Regions from separate parts of the Mus musculus genome. Here region 1 is linked to region 2. The links are chromatin contacts, called in public Hi-C maps. All regions are on one chromosome and are shown on one strand. Each heading gives the region's core, a stretch centred on a gene start, on an enhancer-like site or on the middle of the called end of the contact. The rest is flanking DNA. Distances are from core to core; before and after follow the strand shown.

Evidence for each region. A called contact is a pair of places that touch in the nucleus more often than the background predicts.
Region 1: a contact with region 2 is called in a Hi-C map of cortical neurons, with 2.8 times the contacts expected there. The contact joins two enhancer-like sites. A contact is called at or near these places in 3 of 484 Hi-C or Micro-C datasets (cerebral cortex, cortical neurons and cumulus cells).

What each region holds. Positions count from the first base shown.
Region 1 is chr16:70,866,217-70,869,771 of GRCm38.p6, forward strand. No RefSeq gene overlaps it. Among named protein-coding and RNA genes, the nearest start is that of Gm29823, 87 kb to the right of the region's middle. Within about 2 kb of position 2,230, at least 4 of the 459 cell types and tissues checked have an H3K27ac peak or open chromatin away from gene starts, as enhancers often do. A contact at or near this core is called in cortical neurons, where this site is marked.
Region 2 is chr16:70,642,304-70,645,647 of GRCm38.p6, forward strand. No RefSeq gene overlaps it. Among named protein-coding and RNA genes, the nearest start is that of D16Ertd519e, 28 kb to the left of the region's middle. Within about 2 kb of position 1,503, at least 8 of the 459 cell types and tissues checked have an H3K27ac peak or open chromatin away from gene starts, as enhancers often do. A contact at or near this core is called in cortical neurons, where this site is marked.

The sequences.
Region 1 (3,555 bases), core at 980-3,479, 220 kb after region 2:
GACTGACCCACATCATCTCCTGTGCCCTGCCTTGTAAATGAGGCATAACTTAGTGCATTCATGTGCTTCCCACACAGTTAGGGGTGAAAAACAAACAAACAAACAAACAAAAAACGTGTCCATCTTTAACTATGTTGTGTGTTATTGAACTTGACTATTTGCTAGCTGCTATTCACTTGCTAGCAAATGTCCTGCTTTGTGTTAATAAAGTAATCTTCATAATTACATGGGCAACTTGCACCTTAACCACGGCAGAGAGTGAGTGACATCGACCACAGCCATCAGGAGGTGCCTGCAACTGGTTTCTTGTTGATGTGGGTCTCAAGTGGCCTGTCAGATGGAAGGTTCTTATGGGCACTTAACTTACAATAGAATCTGTTATCATAACTTACACTGAAGGAAGGCTCTATGAAAAGACACAAATGCCTTACGAGTGTTCTTCACAAGAGCTTTGTTGGGGTAGGGAAGTAGGAACAAGATGGTCTATGCTTCTACCCATTTATATAATTTAATTCTCTCATGCCAAATATATGCTCGCTTGGTCATTTTCCTCAGTGTTCCAGATCTTTTCATGGTAATTCTTTATCTTCCTTTTAACCCCAGCCTCTGTTCTCACTGTAACACATGTGAGCAACTTGCAATATCACCAGGAGCCCTTCTCCTTTACCACCTACCAGGAGCTTTCTCCTGCATCATTCTCATTTGCCACACTAAGGCATAACTTAATGTATTCAATACACTTACATTGTAACTGGGCATGGTAGTGAACTTTAATCCCAGCACTTGGGAGGCAGAGGCAGGCAGATCTCTAAGAGTTCAAGGCCAGCTTGGTCTACAAAGAGAGTGTCAGGATAGCCAGAGCTGTTACACAGAGAAATCGCGAATCCACCCTCCCAATACAAATAATCAGACCTTATACCTTAATGAATATGTGTACACACAGAGGATGTAAGATCGAAATGGTCTCTTTATAACATCGCCTATTTTGTAGTAGTAAAAATTTCAAAAATAAGTGTGACAAATAATCATTACTTAACTGGATAGCCTACACTGATTGTCTTTCCTTTTCCATTTTGATTTATGGCTTACAGATTATAACTGTGGCTGAGGTTTAAACAGGATTTTAAAAAGGAAGATAGAAATAAAAGAAAATGAAAAAAAAAGGAGAGCGAATGCAGAAATAAAAGTGAAAAGCAGATTAAGAATGACCTTAAGACACTCTAGTTCTAGTTCGATACGATCAGATGATGGTTAGGGCCACACTTGCAATGATATGGGAAAATGGTAGAACTGATGCTCTCAGCTCCTCTGTGAATGTGTTGAGCTTCTGCTTTCTCCAACTCCAAATTCAATCACTCGAGAGCATTATGCCTCTCTTCCCACACCAAAACCTCAATATTGACAATTTCAAAATTATTGTAGTTTATCGAAAAGACACATGAAGTAATGTCACTAATATGAAAGTTTAAAAGATTGTGTTAGGGAGTGCAGCCATTGTTTTTTGGACTCTCTAGGCCTCCGTCTACATTTTCCTAAAGCATAGTTTGCCTAATTTTAACCTTTAATTTCATTGAGTAGATAATCATCTTATACCTCCACATATCAGTCTGATTCCATGCCAGCTCTTCCCACCTTTAACACTAACATCATTGATGTTTATTGATCTGAGGTTCCTGCATCACCGTCCTTAATTAATTTCAAACACAACAGAATATTTGGGGAATTTATATTCCGGAGCCCATTGATTTCTTGTCTTGCTAGTTTTAATCAGATTTGGGGAAAAAGGAAGATTATGTCAGGGCTGTCTACTCATCTGCTGCTTATAAATGGCATGGGCTCAATCATTAGAAACACTTCAATTGAATAATATTTCTAAACTTTGAAGTGATCAAATGCACCTATTGCATACACATATAATAATATTTAAGCACCAGTTTAAAAAAATGTGTGCTCTAACAAACAAATATTTCTCACACGGCCTTTTAAAGACACAGGGTTTTGTTGCAGTTTATAATGCAGTCTTTATTCTACTTCTCCACTCTATTATATGGCACTGATTTTGAGGCAGACTCCCACATAAATGGCCTAATAATCATGTGAAATAATGGGATCCTGGCATAAGCTTCCATGCTCTGTTTTAATGATAATTCAGAGAGTAAAGTGTATATAATTCTAAACTCACATCTCAGAAGGCAGGTTTTTGAAAGAATGGAACTGCTCATGCTGTTTTGTGGCACAACAGTGACAACCAGTGGTCGCTGACGATTTATTACAGATTTTATATAGATGAAGAAGAAACTGTATTTAACTAAAAATAATCAGCACTAAGAATAGCTTTCTCTTGTTCCCACCCCTGTTTCTTCCTGTTGCTAAAAATAGGAAATTCCTCACTTGACTGAGGAATCATTTTTACACTAAATATCTAAAGTGTAGATTAAAGTGTCTTTACTCAGAGTTCACTGAGGACCCTAACAAAAAGAGACTGACTGAATGACTCTTGATGGAGTTCATTCTATGTAAAATATAAAATAGATCATTTGTCTTTTTTTTTTCTTTAACCTGAAAGATAACAGAAATCTTACGGTGTGACAACAGGTCTAAAACTCCACTGGGCAACAGTTGTGACTGGCTAGTCATCATGTAACATCCCAGAATACTCTTGTCTGCCCTCCTAAAAGATCCATTGTTGTTCTCAAATGAAAGAACAAATGGGGCAAAGTTTTGCTAGATGCAATGACCTAAATCCCAAGTGGTTTTCCCAAGGATTATGGACTTTCAGAAACTGTAAACATTTAATACTAATGATTTAATCTCTGTGTTTATTTTACTATTCTTCAGAGAGATGTACTTCAACATTCCTGAAACTCTCTCTGATACAGAGCAAACTCTAACACTTACCAGCTCCCTTCTTTCTTTCTAACATTCATGACATTCCTATTGTCTCAAACCATCCTCTCTCTCTCTCTCTCTCTCTCTCTCTCTCTCTCTCTCTCTCTCTCTCTCTCTCTCTCTCTCCCCCAAACCTCCGTTTCTGGCTTGCTGGCAATGCTGTAAGAGTGCTTATGGCAAATTTGCTTCTGTAATCATAACTTGAACCCATCTGGGGACGAGGTTGGCTACAAGCTTAGTATTTCCACTTAACATATTCATGATTAGCATGCACAGAAGGAGTAGAATTAGGATGAATGTTTTTGGAACAGTACAGATAAATCCTCATAAATGTAGTACAACAGCTCGGGAAACGCACAGTGCAGGAATGTAATGAAGCTGAACTCTGTAGAGAGTTTGGTATTCTCAGTACCATGCCTCTCCTAATGAACTCATTTAGATTAGAAAATGGATTTAATATTTTATTGGAATTAACCTGAGCCAGTAAAGAGGATTACAATTTCTTTCCATAAATATAGTGACATTACAGGGTGAGGCAGTGTGTTACATGAATATTAAGCACTTTATGAACGTTGTCATGAAGCCAAAAGGAGTAAGGTGATTATATTTTAATATAGTGTTACTGTTCTTACAATAATTTAATTTGAATAGCATATATATATATAT
Region 2 (3,344 bases), core at 253-2,752:
TGCCTATGTTATCAATAATGCTTTTAATAAATTTCTTAGTCCTATAGAACTAGTGTCCCTCTTCAACCTCAAACATGAGACTTTTCAGACACAGCTCTCTGGTCCTTCTGTTGTTATGATTTCAGTAACTAGTAGGTCAAAATTAGTGGCTATAAACAGAATTAGTTAGGACCTCTAAGTATTAGTGGATTGGCTGTATGTGTGACACATAACATGGGTTAGAGACATTTCTCACTCCTAATAGTGCTAAGGTATGAATAGATTATAGGTGAGTCTGAAAGGTAATCTTTTCCTGAGGGTGTCTTGGGGAGATGAAAAAAAATGGAGAATATGCTGTTAGAATATAAATTCGGCCTCCGGGGAAGCTGTTCTAGCTCAAAAGATTATAGAGATCTTTACAACTTTCAGAAGACATTCTGCATACACAGTAACGTGGGATATGAGACCTGGATGAGCACCAGAAGTTATTGATGGATGGCTCTTTCTGGAGCAGAAATGAAATATTCCCTACTGCGTACTGCAATGGACACTTACACTCTTATGGGCGATCCCTGAAGAAGTGGGAGTAAAAGTTGCCTATGTAAAATAGACATAAAATTAAGTAATAGAAAAAATACTGTATGTACTGCTGTTGTACGTCTTTTAACTTTTAAACATTTTTAATTTATTTTTAATTATGTTTATGTGTGTGTGTTTGCACGCAATGTGTCTGTGTCTGTATATATGTACACAAGTGCATATGCTTATATAGCCCTGATTAAGAGACCCCTGGAACTGAAACTAAAGTTGGTTGTGAACAACCCAACACATGATATAGATAGATAGATAGATAGATAGATAGATAGATAGATAGATAAGAGCGCAAGCGCTTGTGTGCTTTTTAAAAACTAATTGATAATAGTAATAACTGACAAAAGAGACTCTGTAATTTTATTTTTTTAAAGTGTGTGTGTGTGTGTGTGTGCGCGCGCGGGCGTGCGCACGGGGACAGGCGTCTATGCCATGACATACCCATGAAGGACAGAGAACATTATTTTGGAAATTGATTCTCTCTTTCCACCGTGAGTATCAAGGGATCAGACTCAGGACATCAGGCCTAATGGAGCAAATGTGCTTACTCACTGAGCCCTTCTTCATGCCCTAAAATAGTTTGTAAAGATTTGAAAGGTGATTAAATGTGGTCCCCTTTCCCAGGACCTCCCTTCAAAGTCATGAAAAATGAGGCAATAGAGCAGGTCACTGATGCCAACTTTTCACTCCGGGTCCACTTGGGGAAGACTTCCTTTGGCAGGATTAGTTCATTCATCTCCTTTGAGCTTTCTCCTGGTCCTCACAGGCTTTATATGGAATGCTTTCCTCCCCCTCCCCTCCCCCCCTTTTTTTGGCTGAAAATTTTCAGAGCTCTATTTATATCAAAGGGGACATCAAGAACCATAACACTCACTAAAAATGAAATCCTACGGCTCAGCCTGCCAACCAGCAGAGGAAGCTTGCAACTGTAAGTGAATCTCTTAAGGCAAGTCACGCACAGAGGAGAGAAGACAGGAAGAGGGCCAGGCAGCTTATGATAGAATGAGAGACGGGGCAGACTGGGAGCGGCAGGCAACAAAACCTCAAAAGACTCACAAAGAGAAATCTTTGGCTTAGCTCTCTGGAAGCCAAGAGACAGGGAAAAAAAAATCATATAATAGAGGCTGCTTTAGGTGTGGAAGGACATTGCCAAGCCCAGGGACTGGTACTGCCCAGGATGTCTGCAGCTCCGAGCAGCAGGGTGAGCATCCCACGGACCCTGAGTTTGCAAAGCCTCTGGGTTACGCGTCACACTTGGCAGCTGTATTTGATGCTCCCCTTGTCAACTGTGTCATTGTTCAATATAAAGGGCAAGAAGGAAAGAGCAGCAGCGACATCTTAAATATTAAGGTTATACAAATGACACCCTCAACATGAGATCAGAGCCATAAACATTTCAGAAAAGGTTGTTTAAATGCTCTATGTATCTGCTATTTTTATATAAGCTGACACCTCCATGGTGGCCTTGAGAAAATGGAAAAAAAAAAAACCTTTAAAGTAACCACCCTCTTTCTTCTGATCCTCTATTAACTTGTGGCTGCTATTCCCACACAGCAGAGAGATAGAACACAGAGACAGGTCATGTATGACGGGTACAGAAGGGTACTTAGAGGCAGCAAACACGTGTATCTTCATTTTCCAAATTAGATCCCTCCGAAATGTTCAGGGGCTTCTCCTTTCTTCTCTTGCAGTGTTTAATCTCTATCCTGTGAAACAGGAAACACTGTCCTTATTTTACTCTGAAGCGACTTTAATGGCAGAGATGAATCTCGATATGGAGGAAGGTGACAGGAACCCGGAATTGTTATTCAATCTCAGTTCTGTTTTTCCCCTCTATGATGATTTCATTTGTCAGAGTAGTTTTAATGCAAAGCTTGTGATCGGGATTTTTTTCCCCCCTTAAACAATTGGTACTACCATCTGTGTCACCTGAGGCTTCTTTTTTCCAATTATTATGCGTTGTAGCTTCGTGTAATGTGACACAATGAAAACATAAATAATTCCAGTCTTTCTTTGCCGGGAGAGAAATCTCCAGACAGTTACATGGTGCCAGCATACCGATTCAAGAGCAGGTGAGGTGACGTAATATTCTTCACACAGAACATGCCACTTTTTTTTTTTCTTAAACTTCATCTGCTCTTTAAAATGCTTTGTTTAGTCTGATTAGCAATAGACTTCAGAGGCATTTTCTAGGGCATAGACCTGTGTGCCTGCAAACTTCCCACTGTGCTGATGAAGCCTCCCTTCACCTATGCTGAGCCGCTGGAGTTCAGAACAACCCTAGGGCATTTTTGTTTTTTGTTTTATATCTCGTTTGTTCTTTCTCTTTGTTCTCTTCCATTCAGAGGAAGGTGTGTGCTAATGCCAAGTTGTTAGAAGTGTACCCAGCAGGGGGTGACTATGAGCTGTTTGGATTCTTTGAAACACCTCTTGCTTATTTACCTAGTGTGTTATATTACAATTAGAGAGCAGCCTCTTCATGAACACAAATGCCCACTTTACAAGCTGTTTATCTTAGTTAGAAATGATTCAGCTTAAAAAAAAAATGGACTTTGAGTGTTCACTCCAGCCCTCTATTATTAGCTACTAGTCTCCTCCCTGAAAGGCCAGGAGCGATGAATGTTGTCTATATTTTCTGGAATAAAGCTGTCTACCAGGAAAATCATACACCTTAGTGAATAATTGAAATGTTATGTCTGGAAAATGCTGGACTTCAATAGTAACACTCTCTTCTCTGGTGTTTTTCTAGGTCAGACAGAGCATGCCCTTGGGCC